6 separate regions of the Mus musculus genome follow, and regions 1, 2, 3, 4 and 6 are each linked to region 5. The links are chromatin contacts, called in public Hi-C and promoter capture Hi-C maps. All regions are on one chromosome and are shown on one strand. The core of a region is the stretch at or near the end of the contact, and the rest is flanking DNA. Distances in the headings are between cores, read along the strand shown.

The links. Promoter capture Hi-C pulls out the DNA fragments that hold promoters and counts their contacts. A called contact is a pair of places that touch in the nucleus more often than the background predicts.
Region 1: a contact with region 5 is called in a promoter capture Hi-C map of stem cell-derived epiblast-like cells, with 3 times the contacts expected there. The contact joins the promoter of 6430548M08Rik here to the promoter of Klhl36 in region 5. A contact is called at or near these places in 15 of 39 promoter capture datasets (the C10 cell line, the SN4741 cell line, cranial neural crest and 10 more), 7 of 484 Hi-C or Micro-C datasets (B cells, CD4 T cells, Sertoli cells and 3 more), 4 of 115 datasets of contacts at active chromatin or transcription factors (embryonic hindbrain, embryonic stem cells and memory CD8 T cells) and 3 of 9 other capture datasets (adipose tissue, liver and pancreatic islet).
Region 2: a contact with region 5 is called in a Hi-C map of granulocyte-monocyte progenitors, with 3 times the contacts expected there. The contact joins the enhancer-like site here to the promoter of Klhl36 in region 5. A contact is called at or near these places in 1 of 39 promoter capture datasets (cranial neural crest), 2 of 484 Hi-C or Micro-C datasets (granulocyte-monocyte progenitors and regulatory T cells) and 3 of 115 datasets of contacts at active chromatin or transcription factors (embryonic stem cells, memory CD8 T cells and regulatory T cell precursor).
Region 3: a Hi-C map of regulatory T cells shows a contact between it and region 5, with 2.0 times the contacts expected there. The contact joins the enhancer-like site here to the promoter of Klhl36 in region 5. A contact is called at or near these places in 9 of 39 promoter capture datasets (3T3-L1-derived adipocytes, the C10 cell line, cranial neural crest and 4 more), 1 of 15 datasets of contacts at CTCF or cohesin (large pre-B cells), 15 of 484 Hi-C or Micro-C datasets (3T3-L1-derived adipocytes, B cells, the Ba/F3 cell line and 10 more), 2 of 115 datasets of contacts at active chromatin or transcription factors (regulatory T cell precursor and stem cell-derived neural progenitor cells) and 2 of 9 other capture datasets (adipose tissue and liver).
Region 4: a contact with region 5 is called in a promoter capture Hi-C map of liver, with 2.3 times the contacts expected there. The contact joins the promoter of Crispld2 here to the promoter of Klhl36 in region 5. A contact is called at or near these places in 7 of 39 promoter capture datasets (cranial neural crest, embryonic stem cells, liver and 3 more) and 3 of 9 other capture datasets (adipose tissue, liver and pancreatic islet).
Region 6: a promoter capture Hi-C map of liver shows a contact between it and region 5. The contact joins the enhancer-like site here to the promoter of Klhl36 in region 5. A contact is called at or near these places in 4 of 39 promoter capture datasets (the C10 cell line, cranial neural crest and liver), 5 of 484 Hi-C or Micro-C datasets (LSK cells, bone marrow-derived macrophages, female germline stem cell-derived STRA8 germ cells and 2 more), 8 of 115 datasets of contacts at active chromatin or transcription factors (bone marrow-derived macrophages, craniofacial prominence, embryonic stem cells and 3 more) and 2 of 9 other capture datasets (macrophages and pancreatic islet).

The regions. Positions count from the first base shown.
Region 1 is chr8:120,112,307-120,115,450 of GRCm38.p6, forward strand. It overlaps 6430548M08Rik (RIKEN cDNA 6430548M08 gene), which reads left to right and starts at 1,846. Exons shown (of 13, transcript NM_172286.4): 1 at 1,846-2,011.
Region 2 is chr8:120,048,702-120,052,143 of GRCm38.p6, forward strand. Crispld2 (cysteine-rich secretory protein LCCL domain containing 2) reads left to right here. Exons shown (of 15, transcript NM_001310635.1): 15 at 1,582-3,442. The coding sequence ends at 1,636. Among named protein-coding and RNA genes, the nearest start is that of Zdhhc7, 51 kb to the right of the region's middle. Within about 2 kb of position 1,435, at least 90 of the 459 cell types and tissues checked have an H3K27ac peak or open chromatin away from gene starts, as enhancers often do. A contact at or near this core is called in granulocyte-monocyte progenitors, memory CD8 T cells and regulatory T cells, where this site is marked.
Region 3 is chr8:120,067,124-120,070,399 of GRCm38.p6, forward strand. No RefSeq gene overlaps it. Among named protein-coding and RNA genes, the nearest start is that of Zdhhc7, 33 kb to the right of the region's middle. Within about 2 kb of position 1,323, at least 49 of the 459 cell types and tissues checked have an H3K27ac peak or open chromatin away from gene starts, as enhancers often do. A contact at or near this core is called in adipose tissue, regulatory T cells and regulatory T cell precursor, where this site is marked.
Region 4 is chr8:119,990,796-119,994,045 of GRCm38.p6, forward strand. Crispld2 (cysteine-rich secretory protein LCCL domain containing 2) reads left to right here and starts at 1,643. Exons shown (of 15, transcript NM_001310635.1): 1 at 1,643-1,805.
Region 5 is chr8:119,860,889-119,863,889 of GRCm38.p6, forward strand. It overlaps Klhl36 (kelch-like 36), which reads left to right and starts at 1,417. Exons shown (of 5, transcript NM_146219.1): 1 at 1,417-1,559.
Region 6 is chr8:119,713,806-119,717,006 of GRCm38.p6, forward strand. All of the region lies in intron 1 of Atp2c2 (ATPase, Ca++ transporting, type 2C, member 2), which reads left to right. Among named protein-coding and RNA genes, the nearest start is that of Atp2c2, 15 kb to the left of the region's middle. Within about 2 kb of position 1,511, at least 55 of the 459 cell types and tissues checked have an H3K27ac peak or open chromatin away from gene starts, as enhancers often do. A contact at or near this core is called in liver and pancreatic cancer cells, where this site is marked.

The sequences.
Region 1 (3,144 bases), core at 596-3,095, 250 kb after region 5:
CACCTCTGCCGGGCCGATTTTATGATTATAAGGTATGATGTCTCTTTTCCATTCCCAAATCATGATTGGCCAAATCTCCCTTTTAGGATATACCCATGATCCTCTTGAAGAGCCCACAGAGAGGCACACCACCACAATATAAATGATAGCATGATAAAGTGGGGGTCTTCTGAAGATGCAGATCTTTGTTAATGCCCACATGTGGCAACTGGGAAAGCCCTATGGTACCTTAGTCTCTGACAAAATGGACAACCTATCTGCACATTCAAGGATGTTTACCTGCAGAGGAACATCTTGACCACCGGAGAACATAGCTACCAAGACACAGCCCAGCCTCCTCATTATCTAGCTCCTTGTGTCTCGTGTCTCAGCGCTTCATTTTCAGAGGGGCCACCGATATGATCTGAGTCATCCACCCTGAGTACTTCCTAGGTTGACACCAAGTTCACTTGTCTGTGGCTTGCAGAAGGTTCTTCCTCGTTTTTAAATGTCATGTCATCTGCCTCTGTCCAACTTCCTGAGGAGGTCAGAGGCCTATTAGAAGGCAGGGCAAATGCCACTAAATCTCATGAGGAGAAGTAGAGTTCCTCAATATGGAATGGGATCCCTTAGTGACTACATTTGTCTTCAGTGCTCCCCAACAGCTGTCTAGGTGAGGTCAGGGTTACAGAACTTGGTACCTAGTGCCATCTTCCTTCTCTGAAACAGGGGAGGGTTCCTTTAGCCCCGGCACTGTCCCCTCACATTCTACAACTTTTCTGAGCCTTATCTATAGTCTGTTGGACTCTGTTCAGAGCAGCTGTCCTTAGTGTCCACACAAGGATGAGGGCTAGCACCCACCCTTTCCCTCCAGAGCTGGCACCAAGTTCTCACACGCAGACGTCTAGGTGTGAGACCTTCTCCTGGGGTGGCCACGTGTCCCTAAACTTTCCAAGAACTTTAGCTCCCAGCCTTTCCTAAGGCTCTCTTAAACTTTCCCAAGAAGCCTTAGTTGGACAGATCTTCCCATCTGTTGTCAGCAAAGGGCAGGTGCTCGGTTACCACCATCTATATCATCTTCCTGATTGGCAGAACTCCAGCCCCCTGCCTAACCCTCAGGACTTCAGAAAAATCCCAGAAGTTCGGCCTTGGTTTTCTTTAGTTTTCCTTTTCCTCCCTGGTGCTGGGCATGGGAGTCAGGACCTTGACCACTCAGAGGCAGTGACCCGCCCCTGAGCTCCACCCCCCAGCCTCTTTGTTATTTCTTTATTGAAGAGATGTGGGAGAAGCTGAATGGCTGGACGTTGTGCTTACTCCTATTTATGAAAAGAGCCAAATCTACTGGCCTCTTAAAGACACGCCTTTCGGAAGACAAACGGGACTCAGCTGGCCACTCGCGCCTTCAAAGGCGTGTGGGTCCACGGGACCTACGCTGGGACTCTGCTACCCCAGGCCAGACCAGCCTCGAGGGTCACCTTCCTCTCCCAAACCACTTTTGCGCGCAAAAACGCCGCGACCTAGTCATCCTCTGCTGGAACTCTGTTCCTGAGCGAACCCGCGCGGCTGTCGGGAGGCGCAGGGACTAAGGGGCGCTCCCGCGCCTGCGTACAGGAGCTGAGCGAGGCCCGGCGCTCCCAGCAAAAGTGACAGCTCGCGAGTCACGTGGTGCTCTGGAGGCGTGGCTCCCGGCTTGCTCCAGAGAACTCGTACGTCACGCGGGGGAGGAGGGTGGGACTGGGCGTGGCGCCCCCTGTTGACTGACAACTCTCTCCGCGACACATCCAAAGGGCCCGACTGCTCGCGCGTCACGTGCACCTAAAGGGGCGGGGCGCTCCCGCTGACTGACAGCCCGCTCCGCCGCGCCTCAGAAGGACCCGGCACGGCTGGTCGCGCGGTGCATCCGCGGCAGCTGCAGACCCGACGGCGTCCTGCCCGCCCCCCTGCCCGGTCCCGCGGGCCGCCGCGGCGAGAGGGCCTCGGGCTGCGGTGCTGCGCTCGCGAGGGGCTGTGCGGCGTGGCTGCGCCGGGACCGGTGAGGAGGGGTCGCTGGCGGCGTGGGCGGGTCGGCTGGACGGCCGGTGCGGCGGGCAGGGCTGTCATTCTGCTGGTCTCAGTGGAGGGCCGCGAGCTGCTCAGAGGCCACGACCGCGCCGGAGCGGGCTGGGAAGGCTCGGACCCCGAGGCCGCTTCTAGGATTTGGGAAGACTCGGACCCAGTCATGCACGGGTCTGCGCTCGCCCGGAGTTGCAGGGTTGATGAGACGTGGGAAGGTGACAAGGGGAGGAGGAAGCAGGCTCGGCGGTCCAGTCCAGTGCCGCACACGGGTGCGACCTACGGAGTGAGCGGGAGCGCGGCTCTGCCGGCGCAGGTGCGCTGGCACGGGCTGGGCCCCCGACGTGGAGCTGTCCCGGTGGTGAGTCAGAGGTAGAGGTGAGCTGGCAGCTGGCAGGCCGGGCTACCCTCGCCCCAGCTGGGATCCAGCCTGTAACCCGATGCTGAGGTTCTGATTCATTCCCTTCGATCTGCCTCCCTCCCAAATCCTGAAAGCAGGACAGCGACACAGCATGAACCCCAAGACAGGGCAAAGAGGCTCGGGCATTAGTGAGCCGCATCCCTTCCCTCTTTTCCACACTGTGGTCAGAAGTAGGGATGTTTAGGCCTTTGAGGACCAAGATGGCAGATAAGCTGTTTTGACGGGCTCCGTGGAAAAAGTTGACACCTGGGATTTTCTTTTCCCCTCAAACACTGGTGATTTCTGGTTGGTGATGATGAGCTAGCTCAGTCTCTGTTGCAATCCAGAAGTTTCTTGGGATGGTTGTCTTTTGGATGGTCTGTGTCAGCTCATGTGGAGTGGACTCCTATCTCTTGAGAATGTCACAAGTATACGCGCATCACAAATCTTAAAGAAATTGAAGTGAGTTATCTCCGCAGATGCTAAATGCATTCTATCTTCATGGCAATGTTTGTTTCTTCCAAGGTAAGTGGTTTTAGAATAACCCCAAATGGCGCTGAGGGAGCTTCTCTGAGGACAGCCTCCCAACCCCCTGCGCCCCTAGAGAGCTATTGAGTGGGCAAGTCATGTGAATACCCCGGCTTTCTTTCCTTTTCTCCCTTCTTCGTCTTCCTTTCACAAGCGGAAAGTCATCGAGTTAAAAGGAAACGTCA
Region 2 (3,442 bases), core at 185-2,684, 190 kb after region 5:
AGAGTTCCGGGCCAGCCAGGGCTACAGCTGTTATTTTCTGTAACAACAAAATCCTGGCTGTCTGTAGACAAGAGAGTGGCCTTACAGGAGACCTCTGTGACCAGGCCCTAGACCTGTGAGAAGATAAACTTCCTCTCAAAGGAAGGAAGGAGAGTAATAAAGAGAGGTAGGGTTCAGGTTTGGAAGGGAGGAAGAGAGGCCGGAAGTCTAGCTACAGAATGGGAGAACAGTTTTCCAAATTGTGTATGTACTAAAGGATTTCATAGCTCGTGTGTGTGTGTGTGTGTGTGTGTGTGTGTGTGTGTGTGAGCATGTGTGTGCCTGCAAATGGGAACGTGGCCTGTGTGTGAACTCTTACAACTCAACATTACGGTAACCCAGTTGGGGACTTTGGAGATGAGACTGGGCTGTATCTCGGTGGCAGAGTGCTTGCCTGGCATGCACAGGGTCTTAGGTTCCATCCCTACTACCACGTTAAAAAGAACTGCCCACACCAGGAAATCCATCTGCCCAGCCATGCTCCAGGGACAGCTTCTGGACCAGGGAGAGTCACTCAGCACACCAAAGCAATGGAGATGCAGATTCAGGCCAGGGTACCCAGAGTATCTGCACAGCGGCCATAAGACAACAGCTGTCAGTGGGGCTGCAGAGCATCTGAAATGCTCAATGCATTGTGGGTAGGCACAGACACAATGTGGCCACTTGAGAAGCCTTTAAAAGGTGAATGTAGGTTGATAGCAATCCACCTCCCAAGCTTACACCTCTGATGGTGGAAAGCACATGTCTTCCAGAACAGACAAATTCACAGAGGCAGAGGTGCCAGCACAGAAGGGGGGGAGCCGGAAGGACCCCTTTTAATGCTTCCTCATTTCGTGGGTGTGTATACCTAGGTGCTGGTGTAGAGGCCAGAGGACATGGCTGAGTTTCACAGGGCAGTATAGTTCTGTAACGGTGTTTTCAACATCTGGTTGAGAGCTAGGAACGTAGTTCAGTGGCACAGTGCTTGCCTAGCTGGCCGGGCATGCATGAAGCCTGGGGTTCAATTCCCAGCATGGCATAAACTGGGGGTGGTGGCACTTGGGAGGGGAAGGCATCAGGATTAGGAGTTCAGGGTCATCTCATCTATATAACGAGTTGGAGATAAACCTAGGCTGCATAAGGCCCATCTCAAAAACCAACCAAGGGCCTGAAGGACTTGTCTCCCATCGGAAGAATGTGGTTTTGATTAACCGTGTGCCTCTCTTGATTCCTCCCCTGTATGTACCGACAGTAACAATAGCCCTGCCTGGAAAGGATAGCAGACCCATGATGGCATATTTGGGTAGCATTCGGGTGTGTGTTCCCTTCAAGCCACCCCTTAAATCATCTGTCAACCAGATGTCTGAGACAGGTGTCAGTAAAACCCAGAGAGTCGCTCCGCAACCTCAGCCTGGGCTCACACCACAGCTTCCTGTCGGCACATGTGGGCTCGTCCAGCTGGGTGTGACTTCTGTGGGCTCTGACCTTACCACATTGGCCCTATCGGCCATTCCTTTGCCCACAGCTTTCTCTTCTAACTTCCTTCTCCCTCTTCTCTTGCAGCCTGAACACTCCTCAGAACGGAAACGCCTTCCGGATCTTCGCCGTCAGGCAGTGAATTTGGCGACCTGGGGAGAAGGGGGTGTCATCTACTGGGATTCGGGGTCCTGCTTTTTATCTGTACTTTGTCCTTTGGGGGTGGGGGGTGACAGAGAGTCAGGAATCTTCCTTTTGGTGTCATTGAACGTCCTGGGCCTCCATGGCCTTTGGTGAGGGTGACCGAGCACCTTCCCCCTCATGAGCAGCGTGCCGTGGAGTCTCTTGGCTGGACAACCAGTGCCCAGGCTGGCCAGGTGGCGGTCCCCATCTGGTGGCTCACCTCCTCTCAGGAGCTGCTCACTGAGACACTCCTTGCCATGTTTTCTTTGGTGGTGGAGGGGGAAGGCTTTCGAACCCTGAGGATACAGGTTTGAGATATGTCATGAATGGGGCTCTTGTCTGGGTGACAAGAGTCGACAGCTATAAGGTTACAGTCCGTCCTACCGACAGAGAAATGGGGTCTGTGTTTGCTGGTCAGACAGATGGGCTGCAGGGAGAAGCCCCGAGCAAGACCTGGGCTCTGCCCTGGTGGTGTCTATCCGTGCTCACATTCCCCAACCTTTTTGGCAGTCACGTGCTTATAAGTCCAGCAGAGCTGGTCTATTTAAAGTTGGTAGCACTCCAGAGATTTATCTTGTCTTTGTCCTTGTCTGTGTGGCCTTTTCTCACATGACCTTTGGTCTCATGGAGGACCAATACATCAGGAGCCTTCCCTACCATTCCCTGACCCTGTGGCATCTGCCCCACCCTCAGCAGATCTAGGTGTCCTCCTCTGGGGTTTGGCTTTGCAAGAGGCTCCAGGTCTCAGATGTCTTCTCACTTCTTAGAATAAGGGCTGCCTCCCAGCCGCCGTCAAGAGTGACAATTGAACGTCACTTCCCCCTGGTTTGGGTGACCTAGTTTTTAAGCTGTGGGAGGAGTAGATTCCTGGCACATTCCTCATGGGGGTTAATGGAGTGGCCTGTGGTTGTAAAACCACCCATGACACACCAGCCACCAGAAAGAGGGGCCCGGGACACACAGGAAGAACCCCTCAGTGCCTGCCAGCATCCCCAGGCTCCAAGAGTGTGGTGAGCCCTGGCTCCCATCACTTAGGAGCCTGGTCCAAACCCACTGTAAAATGAAGCATGCTTCTGTAAACAGCTTTACTCTAGAGAAGGTGGAATCCCACCCCAGTCCTGAGCATGGGGCAGATTGCCGGTGAGTGCTAGCCAAACACAAACAGGGTTGCGTGCTCCAGCCAAATATTTCTTAGACCAAAAAAAAAAAAAAAAAAAAAGGGAAGGGGGTTAAAAAATAAAACAGAACACCATCCCCCCAATCAAAAGGCTGGGGAGGTGGCTTGGTGGTTAACAGATCTTGTTGCTCTACCGGAGGACCTGCGCTCAGTTCTCACTATTCACAGGCCGTTCAAGAGATCTCTGGTCTCCACAGGCACCACACACATTCACAGGAGCAAAGTACAAATGGTTCTTTAAAAAAAAAAAAGAAAAGAAAAAAACCCTAAGGGAGTCTGAACAAATCTCTCCCCCTAGTTGGGTTAAATGTTTATTTGTTTGAGACAGTTTCACTATGGTAGTCCAGGCTGGCCTTGACCTCATTATGTAGCCCAGGCTGGCCTCCTGAGTGCTAAGATAGCTTTTCCCCAATCCACCCCTTCTGGGGAGATTATAAAAAGCACACAGCCTTGAACCAGCTCTAGTCAGCCTTTCACTAGGCTGTTTCTGCCTCATGGGTGTGGGTGTGGTGTCTTTGAGGGCATAAACTCTTCCACTCCAGATGTTGGAGCAGACATCTGCGCAGTCTGTGGAAGGGGACCTCTGGT
Region 3 (3,276 bases), core at 73-2,572, 210 kb after region 5:
GTTGCTGGAGGACACTCTTCCGCAGAGCTGCCTGCAAGTTGCTCAGGGCCCCAACCCCAACCCAGAATTCAGTTTGGAGGCATCACCCATGCTGAGCTGTTCAGTGTAGCAGCTACCTGAGTCACCCATACTCCTGTGACCCTGGAAATCTCACTGGTTCACCGTGCTAGACTTTGGTGAATCTGTTGACAGTGCCATATCTAGGGTGAATGGATATTTGTTCACATTGCCTCAGGAAGTCATACAATATCAAAATATAAAGCGACTGTTTGGTTTGAACCTAAAATGCTACCTCATTCTGAGTGCTGGGTTCCCAGCTAGTGACACTAATATGAAGAGGTGGTAGAGCTTTTAGGGGCAAGCTGACCTGGAGAAAGTAGGAGGATGGCCTTAAAAGCACACCACCCTATTGGCCTCCTGTCCTCTTTTCTTCCTGGTCAGTGTGATGTGAAGAGCCTCCCCGTGGCCTCCCACAGCCATGATCCAAGTATGACTTCTCATGTGATGGATGGAAGCCCTTGGAAGCCTCCATGAGTCTAACCAACTGTTTCTCCCTTGATTCGGTCAGGCACTGGGGGCACAGAGATTAAAAAAATCAACTAATGCAAAAATTATCAAAAAAGGAAGAAAGAAAGGAAAGAAGAGAAAGGAAGCAGGGTCCTTCTGCCTCCTGGTCTGGACAAGGTCTGGAAGTTTCTGTGGCCGAGCCTTGCTGCAGCCCTGTTCTCCTGTGGTTCTATTTGGGTCAGGCTATGTGTAGCCCAGGGTCACTGGCTGGAGACCTGGGCCTCTCTCCAAGTACTGTGTCTTCTTCACCGAGCGGATTTAAGTTCCACTCGGGAAGACATTGTCCAGCCTGGAACAACCCCGATCAACTTCCTGCCTGCTGCTCACTCAGCTGTGGCCTGGATCCAACGTCATCCCACACATCTGTCTAAATGAGGTCCTGGCCCCACTGGCTCATTTTAGCTGCCTTTGGCCCCTTGTGATCTGTAAGCAATCCACCACCTGCCACTCTGCTCGTTAACAAGAGGCAAGCAGGAGGCCAGGCTGCAGTCCAGAGGCTGGGAGGGACCTTCCGGCACTGTTGAGCTTGGGCACAGGCTTCTCTGTCTCCAATTCCTCCTCACCCACCTGACCAGAAAGGCATGAGGCTAATGCGATGCTGCGATGGCCCCGAGCCCACCTGTGCACCCCAGGGCCTCTGTGCCAGGCGGGGGTGTGGAACTGTGCCATCTCCTTCATCTGTAGCACATCTCGCAGGCCAGACTTATGCTCCCGTGACATTTACCAAGGGGAAGCTGATGCCACAGAGTCATCCTGTGCGGTGCTGACAGAGGCAGCCGGGTGTTTTCCTCTCCCTTGTCAGGGTGAACTTACGAAGGTGCTTGTCTTTCTTTTTCTTCTTTCTCAGGCCTCATACTGGGACTGCAGAGCTCACACGTGCCACACACCAGGGAGCCCACCCTTGGTGTAATTGCTTTCCTCTAAAGCATCCGGAGTGAGTAGCACACTCACGGTGGAAGTCAAAAGCCACAGAGATATCCACAGGTGCCCAGCACCTGTGATGCAACTGCTAGACACTGTTGTCAGCTATGGGGGGATCAGGGCAAAGTCCCAGTGAATGCCTTGGTTTCAGAGACCAAACTGAGACAGCTTGAAGCCAGTCATGATGAGAGGGGAGTGCTGAGGTGGGGATGCTGAAGTGGGGGTGCTGAAGTAGGGGTGCTGGGGGATACTGAGGGGGATACTGAGGTGGGGTGCTGAGGTGGGGGTTCTGGGGTGGGGATGCTGAGGCGGGGTACTGAGGCAGGGTGCTGAGGTGGGGGTCCTGGGGTGGGGATGCTGAGGTGGGGGTTCTGGGGTGGGAATGCTGAGGCGGGGTACTGAGGCAGGGTGCTGAGGTGGGGGTTCTGGGGTGGGGATGCTGAGGCAGGGTGCTGAGGTGGGGTACTGAGGGGGGTGCTGAGGCGAGATGCTGAGGCGGGGTGCTGAGGTGGGGTTTCTGGGGTGGGGATGCTGAGGTGGGGGTCCTGGGGTGAGGATGCTGAGGTGGGGGTTCTGGGGTGGGGATGCTGAGGTTGGGTGCTGAGGTGGGGTTTCTGGGGTGGGGATGCTGAGGTGGGGGTGCTGAGGTGGGGATGCTGAGGTTGGGTGCTGAGGTGGGGTACTGAGGGGGGTGCTGAGGTGGGGTTTCTGGGGTGGAAATGCTGAGGTGGGGGTGCTAAGATGGGGATGCTGAGGTGGGGTGCTGAGGTGGGGTGCTGAGGTGGGGTTTCTGGGGTGGGGATGCTGAGGTGGGGGTGCTGAGGTGGGGTATTGAGGGGGGTGCTGAGGCGAGATGCTGAGGTGGGGTTCCTGGGGTGGCGATGCTGAGGCTGGGGTGCTGAGGCGGGGTACTGAGGGGGGGTGCTGAGGCGAGATGCTGAGGCGGGATGCTGAGGTGGGGTTTCTGGGGTGGGGATGCTGAGGTGGGGTGCTAAGATGGGGATGCTGAGGTGGGGTGCTGAGGTGGGGGTTCTGGGGTAGGGATGCTGAGGTGGGGATACTGAGGCTGGGGTGTTGATGTGTAGATGCTGAGATGGAGATTGTTGGATAGAGAAATCTGAGTGACTCAGTGCTACTGAAGTCAGTGCAGACCAAGTTCGGTCTTCAACCGGATTCTTATCCCATCATCCTCCATAAAGGAAGAGCAGACAGTGAAGGGTACAAATGGCAAGCACTTTGATTGTCAGTTCAACCAGACTGGCCATTTTGAATTTAAATAAAACTGTACTGGCTAGTTTTGTGTCAACTTGGCACAGCTGGAGTTATCACAGAGAAAGGAGCTTCAGTTGAGGAGATGCCTCCATGAGATCCAGCTGTAAGGCATTTTCTCAACTAGTGATCAAGGGGGAAAGGCCCCTTGTGGGTGGGACCATCTCTGGGCTGGTAGTCTTGGTTCTATAAGAGAGCAGGCTGAGCAAGCCAGGTGAGGCAAGCCAGTAAAGAACATCCCTCCATGGCCTCTGCATCAGCTCCTGCTTCCTGACCTGCTTGAGTTCCAGTCTTGACTTCCTTTGGTGATGAACAGCAGTATGGAAGTGTAAGCCGAATAAACCCTTTCCTCCCCAACTTGCTTCTTGGTCATGATGTTTGTGCAGGAATAGAAACCCTGACTAAGACAAAAACCATGTGAACTCTCAGTGGGATGCTAGCTAAGAGCGGTTCCTGGCTGCCTTGCTTACAAGTGCTGTATCTTGGGCAGGTGCAACATCCAAGGTCCATAGGACAACA
Region 4 (3,250 bases), core at 393-2,892, 130 kb after region 5:
AACCAGGAGATCCTGGACAAGTGCCTTCACCTGCTTGTACCCAATGTCCCCATCTGTAACCAGAGGCCCCTTTCCATTGGGCCGTGAGAGGCTGACCAGAAGATGCCCTTGAAGTTCCCCCGCATAGCTCCTGATACTCTTCTGGTGAAGGAGAAATGGGGTAGGTTAGACGAGAAGGCCACACAGGGGAGGGAAAGGGGAAACTGAGGAAGAGTAGGAAGAAGAGCTGGAGGTTCTGGGATGGCCAGACTGAGGGAGACTTGGCATGTTGGTTTGACCTGATGATGATAGGCATGTAGAATGCTTCGGTGGGGAGGGGTGTCTAAGAGTCCCACGGAGCCATCAAGGAGCTTTGCAAGGTTGTCATGAAAAGCGTCAGCAGGGCGGTGTGGTGGGGCCACTCAGAGCCTGGGACTTCTATTACTGACAAGCCACTCCTGCCCAAATGCTGGGTCCCAGAAAAGCCCTGTTCCTCATCACTTCCCGTTCCTGGGTGGGTAACAGGACCCAGTTTATCCTGTTTTGCATTCAAGGCTTAATGGTCACGGACACTGGCAACAGAGTGGGCACGTGCACTTTGGAGACCTGTGACTCAGAGATGCGTGCAGGAATCTCTGTGTTGGTCAGTCCCTTCACTGAGGAGAATAGGGATGCTGGCGTCTGAGGGTGGTCAGGCCAGATCGTCAGCACCAGAGAATGGCACATGGAGCACAGGGCCCACCCTCACTGGCCTTGTCCTGGGTCACCCCCAGGGCTGCTAATCAGCCCTGTTAATCAGCACTGACTCCTCTGGTACTTGGAAGACAGCTTAGGGTGTAGCAAGTGAGTGCAGGTCGCTTGATGATGGATGCTTCCAAAACTGAGCATTAAGGACGGGATTTAAAATGAAAAATATTAACATATCTGAATCTTTATCTGCGCAGTGCTGCGTCAAGGACTTGGGTAAAGATCTCTGGTTGTAATCCAGGTTCCCCAACATGTCACGAGGAACCCCAGCGGGCTCGGCTGTACCTGCTCCTGGTAGTATTTGTGGAGGTGTTAGTGGGAGGTGCCTCTTTGGATGGGTGGTCTTCTCCAGTCCCACTTTAAGTGACTGAGAGTGTTCTGGGGGATCTCTTAGCTCTTCCCGCTCATTCCCTCACTTGCCCTTAAGGGTTTGGGTGTCAACCTTTACCTAAAGTAATTTCCCGGATTCTAACCTCGGGTTATTTGCTCCAGGTAGACGCCAAATGCCCTGGGGCACGTGGTACTAAGCTTACTGGAACCTCACCCTGGGGTTCTTGAGGAGGCGGGATAATCTCTCCACAGAAGTGGGACATAGCCTCCTCCCTAAATTGCTGGGAACCCCCGAGATCCTCCTAGTTTGGGAATAGGTCGTGGCGGATAAATGCGCACACCCCGGCTCAGCACGTGCTTCCCGGTGGTCTTTTGTCCTGTCCTTCACTTGAGTAGTAGAACCGGGTGGGGTCCACAGGCCACGGACTGTCTGGGGGTGCCCAGCCTGCCGCACGCAGAAAGAGCTCAATGAAAACTACTTTTATGGTCACGGCTAGGGGCCGCGCGCTCCTTGCGCATCGTGGTCCTCAGTGCCTCCACCCTCCCGAAAACAGGAGGCGGGGCCGGCGCCTCGCAGCCCAATCAGCGCTGCCTGTGGACTTGGGGGGCGTGGCTCAGGATGCTCTAAGAAGCTACTAGGGGCCGCGCTCAAGTCCTGGACCCACTCAGAGCGCCCAGCATCCGCAAGGTTCCAGATCTGCAACTTGCTTGCCCAGCGCTCCCCAGGTTGAGGCCAGAGTTCCGCACAGGTGAGAGGGACTCGGTCCCGCTGTTCTTTTGTCTGTAGGAGAACAGGTCTTGTCGCGTAGCCTACGCTGTTCTCGAACTCTTAGCCACCTCACTGCTTCGGCTGCAATGTCTCCTCTTTCTGTCCTTTTTCGACTCTCTTGCCCTGACTAAGGCAGACGCGGTGCTTCAGGGCTGTTCAGGGCTGTGTGCCGCCGTTCTGCAGAGCCCTTACCTGCAAGATCCTTTTCAGATGAAGAAATTGAGGCTCAACTACGAAGCTTTTTGCCCGGGACTGACTCGCGGTTAGGAAGCCGTTGGAGCTGGGATCCCTAGCCTGGCTGCACGAAGCTGCTTCGCGCTTCACTGAGGCGCGCTCTTTTGCCCACCCAAGGCAATTTGCCACCATTTGGGGCGGTAGTGTGTTGTCAGTGGGCGTCGATAACTGGCTCGATGATGGCTTGGTTGCGTTAGAGGGGTCTTTCACTCTGTGAGGGTAAGGTTCAGGTGATCACAGGGGCAGGTAAGTGCCTTTGGTTCCAAATGACAGAGCCACACCCCTTTTCCATTGGCAACAGGCTTGTGGTGAGGGGGTCTCCTAACCCTATTTCAGATAAAATATGGAGGGTCAGAGAGGTAAAGTGAGCTGGACTACAGCAGAGACAGGTCTGGAAGCCACCTCCGACTGCCTCCAAGGCTTCCCAGGGACGTGTCCAGGTGTAGCACAGTCTGGACTCTGGCCCATAGGAATCCTTCTGTCTCAGTTTCCTGAGTTGTCGGGATTATAGCAACTCTTCTAGAGACTGTTTTAGGGAACACATGACAGGGTCTTTTCCTAAAGTGGGCATCTTGAATTAAGTCCTCCTGTCAGGAGTATTGGCCCCAGATGAGGAAAGCCAAGATCAGCTCCTTTGGGGTATAGACTTGGTGCCAGATGCCTGTTGCTGCAGTGCAATTTGAACTGGCCCTCTTTCCAGGGAAAGGTGAGTTGCTACGGTGACTAAGCCCGTGTGAGAGGCTGTCTGGATGCCTGGCTTTCCTGGAGCCAAGAGCGGGGCTGGAAATGTCCACTGTTAGACCTGGGCTCCTTGCCCTGAGGAAGTAGGGTAGTCCTGCCTTCTCCAGATGATCTTACACTCCGCACATCAGGTCTGGAGTCTGACAGCCCTGCAGAACAAGGCTGGACCACGCTGCTTGCCACAAAGGAACTGAGGGATGTACAGCATCACTTGGCATCCTCTATCTGCCACCGTCCTCACCTCACCTCCAGGAGGAATAGCAGGTGTGGCGCTACAGTGCCTGACTTGGGAGCGGTGGCTGGGGACCTGGGTCAGTGGCTCAGAGTCTTGAATCTGGGCTGGAAGTGGAGAGTGACTTGTGATTATACCCCCATAGGTGGGCCTGGCTCTGGACTCTAACACCCACGGCTTGTAGGTCCTGCCTTTTAAAAGACAGCTATATATCCACT
Region 5 (3,001 bases), core at 167-2,666:
TCCAAACCCAACACCTCAGGTACTAATATGAAGGTACACGTTATTAAAATAGCTTATGTTAGGCTGTCTATGACAATAAGCTGAAGCAACAGTAGAACTGTTTAATCTACCTTAAAATTCTTAAAAATTCTAGGTAAATTTAATAGATAATAGGCATAAATGTATACTCTCATGGTATACAACTAACAATATTCTCATTTCAAAACTTTTTTATCATCTTCCCCCAAAAGTCCCTAATTTTCCTTTGTTAACGGTCCCAACCCCCTCACCCCTGGCATCCTCTACCATGCTTCTTGGCTCTCCCGCTTTCCTGTTTGAACGTTTTACTTATGCATTTCGTTTTCAAGTGGTTTGCTTTTCTGAGACGTCTCTCTGTGAAGCCCAGGCTGGCCTTGAACTCTTTATCTTCCTGCTTCAGCCTCCCAAGAGCTGAGATGACAGCTGTGTGCCACCAAATGCAGCTGGGAGTGTCCTTCGTGTCTAGATTCTTTCACGTAGAGGAACCTCTTCAAGGTTCTTCCAGGCTATGAGTGACGTTTGATAACTATTAGATGAATTAACAATGATCTAAGATCAACAGATGTTTACTGAGAGGGTATGTACCTGCCATAAAAGCCCAGCAAGGATTGTAACGTTTGTTGGACAGCTTCGAGTGGAGAAGAAAGAGACAGAGAAAAAGAGAGCCGCAAAAGCTCTAGAGAGTGAGAGAACGAGAGAGTGAGACAGAGACAGAGAAACAGACAGGCAGAGGAGAGGGAGGGAAGAAAAAGGAAAGAATTATTTAAAATATTTTGAATCGACTTGGTCAAAGTTGAGGGGAGTGGTGGTTGAGGCTCTGGGTTTAATCTCCTGAGCTTGGGGGGGGGGGGGCAAGTAATAATAATAGACTGGGATAAAGGTATGGAGAAAGCAGAAAGCGGGCCAGAGTGTAGGGGGTGTGGCTGTTAGCAGAGTAGTCAACAAAGGCCTCTTGACAGAATCAGTGAGCAGAAGCCAAGGGAAGATGAGGAGGATACAGCCTTCCCGGAGTTCCCGACCCACCCTGAGGTTTGTCCCACGGAGCCACCTCATATCCTGGAGCCTGGGACGTGGGCGCCAGCAAGCTTCTGCGGCGCATGCCTGACCTACTTAGGGGACAGCCAGGCACCATCAATAGTAAGGGACCCTGGGTGTCTCTTACAGATCTTGACCAGCTCAGCTCCTTCCCATCCACAGACCCCGCCCCTAAGGCTACACCTCCTGCCTCCCGCCTCCTCAGGCCCCGCCTCTGAAGCTGCACTCCGCCTTCACAGGCCTGCCCCTCAGGCGAGGCTCCGCCCCTTATCCTGCAGACCCCGCCTTTCGCCCGCCTGCCGGCCCCGCCCCCCAGCCGCCATTGACAGTGTAGGCTCGCACTTCCTTGCAGAGGGATGGCTGCGCTTCGGGCGGGCCCGGTAGCCCCGCAGTGTGCGCTGCTCTGGTAGCGGCTCGCAAGCGGGCGCGATCCGGGCTCGCGGGTGCACAGGTGCGGCCCACGCCTCCCTCGGCGCCTCAGCACCTTCGGGGCGGGACGCGGGACGGTGAGTGCCGCCTGGGCTCCGTGCTGGCTCCCGGGGATCCCGGGTGGGGGGGCTCTGGCTCTGCACCTTCACCACACCTGCTTGCACGCAGCTAGGCGCCACAGACATGGTCCGGGAGACTAAGGCGAGCCTGGCACTGGAGAACTCTCTCTAGATTCCTTGGCCTAGAAAAGAAAGCTTCCAGACAGTGAGGAACTAGAGACCTGGCTGGCCGCCCTAAGTAGATGGGCAGAGAGGGTATCTATGTTTTCCTGTCTGTGACCTTGGGTGGGCCCCTCGGCCACCTGCCCACCCACGGTGCGATTTTAGCCCTGTGGGAACAGTGGTGCCCATTCTCACACCGCCAAGGTGAACCGGGAGAATCAGGGGTATGCAGTAATTAGATGCTGATTGGTACCTTTCTCTCTGGGCCCCCAGCAGCTGGGAGAGTTCCTGCCTGGATACAGCTTAGTCACAAAGTTACTAGTTTTCTGGAAAAGATTCAGTTGTGTCTTCTTTCCCAGAGAGAGCGGAACAGGATGGAATGTCCGGACTTCTTCCTCCATGGGAACACTGGAGCCCCCTCGCTCTCCCCATTTATCTCAGAACCAGCTGACTTATCTTTAGCAGAGACTCTTTGTTCAGTAGGAAACAAAATGATTCTTCGTGTGGGTTCAGCAGAACTGGGAGGGGGGGGGAATTTGTCTTGTAGCTCCAGCCCATGTTGGTTTTATAAGGAAAAGGGGGTAAAGAATTGAGACAGGAAAAGACAGACTCTTCTCCACGGGCTGTTAATGAAACAAGCGAGAGGCTGCACTTTCCAGCCTTCTAGAAAGAGAGGGGCTTTTGGGAGGAGGGAGGCTTTGGGAGTTGTAAGTAGGGGACTTGCAGGTGTTAGCTCCCACCCCAGAAGATAGAGGGATAAGCAGAATTTCTCTGAATTTAGCCCAACAGGTTTATTCCTAACTGGGTGTCCCCTGCCAGTGTCCGCCTAGACTTCCAAGTCCTCCAAAGCCTGCCTCATAGTTAAAAGACTATGGGACATCGTGTGTCAGGTCTATAGATTTGATCAGAAAGGTCAGCACAGCAGTATTGCTCGTGTTTGTGTGAGAGCACAGACCTCAGGGGAGGTTTCTCCTTGTGGATTCCTCCCTCCTATGACCAGACAGTACAGCTGTGGGCGCAGAGGAACCGGAGGCCCTGAACATCCTCCGACTGTTGGATGCTGTGTGGGCTGGGCTGTTTTACACACACACACACACACACACACACACACACACCGTTGTGACCTCTTGAGTTGTGAATCAAGGACAGGATGGGGATAGTCTCGTGGAGTTAAATGGGAGAAAATTAATGAAGGCTCGTAGAAGCCCCCGGGGATGACGCCCAGAACAGAGTTGGTACTCATTAATCACAACTGTCTCTCACCCTCCACTTCCTCCTGAGAACCTGAAAGTGTAACA
Region 6 (3,201 bases), core at 261-2,760, 150 kb before region 5:
TATGGTCTCTCAGCCTTTCTTTCTGGGGAAGCAGCTGCCCCTCTGTCTATTCCCGCCCCCAGGCAAGGCAAGACTGCCTCCCACTTTGAATCAGTAACTCTTACACGTAGTTCAGGACTCACAAAAGCACAAAACCACTCCACATTGTCCCTGCCTTTAGCTACCAGGTTCCCAAATTCAAAGGCCACTAGAGTCCCCACTGACTGGTGGATTCTGGCAGAAGCATTTTCCTTCCACCTTCTTTTCCTCCGTGTTTTGTATGGGTCACCTTCTTGACAGCAGCCCACACGTCTTTTTCCCTTCTTTATCTCTCATTAACGGCACCACTGTTTGGGGAAGACTCTGTGGAAATGTCCATTATAGCTAAACACCTGCTGTGGGAACTCATAGTTTTGTGTGCCTATGACATAACAGCCCAAACTGGGCGCAGCCTACATGCCCACCCCTCCAGTCAACTAATAAATCGCCAAACCAGACTGCTATATACTATATACTGATGGAATGAAACACCCGTGGTCCCACAAAGCGACAGAGAGTAACCTGCAGTCGCTGGTAGATAAACAGCCACTCTCACAAAGACAACAGGAGGGCTGGGGTCCCTGGGTGTGACAGTTCTCTGGGTTTCTGGAGCAGGCAGAGCAGATTCATGTATAAAGCAGAATTTAATATTTCTGGAAGGCAGTGTGTGAGAGATGCCCAGTGCCAGGGGGATTCTGGGACCTGTACGTTCCATCCTGGTTCTGGGCAGTGCTCACTCAGGCGCATACACATGTGAGGGTCCAGACAGCTGCTTGTGATTTGCACGCCTGGCTGTGGCAGGTATTCTTCAATGTACAGTTAACTTTTTCAATCGGGGAACTCGGAGAGGTCTTCTTTCAGGGTCAGCATTGGGCCATGCGTCCTGGTGGTCTCCTGGTTGGCCAGTCAGCCCATCAGTGGGTGTGTGGGTTGGTGCTAACCCGGAACTGTTATAAACAGCGAGGCTCTGCAAAAACCCTTCTGAGAGAAGGTCTGTCTGAACAAGACATGAGCAGAGCATTTCCAACATAAATGGCATCCCATACCCTGCAATGGGGACTGTCCTGGTTCATGCCCCACAGCTGTGTGTGAGAGTTAAGCTCTCCCTGGCACCAGAGCTAGTGTGTGGATATCCTCGGCTTTATCATGGGATTGGCAGCCTTAGTCCACATCCTTTTTCCAGTTTTCGTTTAAAAAAGAGCCGAATGGACGGTTGCTTTCCGCTTTCACAGGCCAGAGACTCACATTTCTCCTGCAGCAGTTTTATCTCCAGATGCTGCATAGCATACAGTGCTCACCCTGTGTGTTAGGAAGCCCATTCTCCTTTATATCCAGGATTTGAATGCGTTTCTTAATCTGAGTTTTATCTTGTACATAGAAAGTCCTTTCTCACTCGGAGATGCTAAGAAAAAGGCGGGCCCCGCTTCCTCTTGCTCTTGGATGACTTATCTTTGTCCTTGTGTTTTTCCTTGTTGATTTAAGCGGAGGTGCTTGCGTAATTTCTTGGCATAGCACAGGAACTGTGGTCTCCCAGGCAGCGGGCAGGGTTCTCTGCATTCAGGAGGAAGCCGGGAAGCCGGGAAATAAGGGAAGAAGCCAACGAAACATGGTTAGGGTAGAATCACGTTGGCTGCAGAGGCCGCTGCACAGGCACTGGCCTCTGTAGGGAGGAGGGTGGTGCCACCGTAAGGGACATCCTGTGCTGTGACTGCCACTCCCTGCCTGCTCCTGTGCCTATACCTTCTGACTGCCTCCTTGTGCACAGCTGTGCAAGCAGCTACCATGGTCACTGGCGTTCATGTTATAGCACCTTCCATTTTGCGTGTACGATGCTGACATTCCTGCATTAAGTGAGACTGTGGCCGCCCCCTCTCCCAGGAGGCCAGTGGAGCGGTGTGGGAGACCTGTGTATTGGTCAGCAGGACTGAGTGTCTGAGTACAGGGAGGTGCTGGAGCATGGAGCTCAGCAATACCATTGTTGCTTTGACCTAACACAAACTTCCACCACTCCAAGCTACACCCATGTGTTCCTTAGTGCCTGGAGGACAGAGGCCAACCTGGGTCTCACATGCAAAAGTCAGTCTGACCAGGGTGGCTTCTTGTGCTGGTTTGGGGGGTTGGGGGGACTATTTCCCTGCCTCTCCCAGTTCCGGGAGGCCACCTGCTGTTCTTAGCTTGTGACCCCTCCATTTTATCATAGAGTTCAATGGCTCCATCAAGACAGTACCACACATCTTTCAGTGTCTCTCAAATTCTTCACACCTAGTGTCATTGCAAGATATACACACACACACACACACACACACACACACACACAAGACTTATGGCTTTAAAAAAAATCACTGTATTTTTTTTTTAAAATAGGACTTTGCTATGTAACTCACACTGGCCTTGAATTCTTAGCAATCCTCCTGCCTCAGCTTCCCAAGTGCTGAGAATGCACATATAAGCTCAGTTTGAGTAAATTTTTTTTGCAGTAGATGTGTATCTCAGTTTTAATATGCACAAAGGAATTCCTGACTGTTTATCTAGATGTCAGAGGTGACAGGGCCCCTGTACTCTTTGTTTATTAAGCCTGGTGCTTTCTCTAGGACCTTAGTTTCTGAAAGGAATCCTGCTGTCCCCTCATCACCTAGATTTGGGACTTCTTGGGTCTTCCCTTTCCTTTTGTCCAATAGCCCACTGCAGTTCTGTGATGCCTCTGCTGTGATGGGCCTTATTACTCAGAGAAAGAAACTGAGGCAGGGGTCAGTTTCTCACAAATATGTTGGAGGAACCCACGTGATATCAGTCCCAGAACAGGACAGAGATTCCTGGGGTCTAAGTGAAATGAATGGGGCCTCTGTGCTGGACAGACGGGGAGGCAGAGAGAACGGGACAGAGCTGTTGAGCCTGTGTCTTCCATGGGAGACCATATTTGTCCTTTGTAGGTTCCAGCCTGAGCCTGCTGCTGGAGGAAGCTTCTCTGAGAAGTCTCTGTGTCTTGGGCTGTTGCCTCAGGGTTCCACATGGGAACAGCAGGCTGTTTGCTGCAGGCAAACATCACTCTGGGGTCACAGAGGAGGCATGGGGCAGGGAAGGTCAGGTAGTATGGGATTCTATTGTACCAAACCCACAGAGGTCAAACCTCAGAGAAAATAAGGCTATGTTTGAGAAGACTGGGGAGGAGGGGTCAAGGGGAGC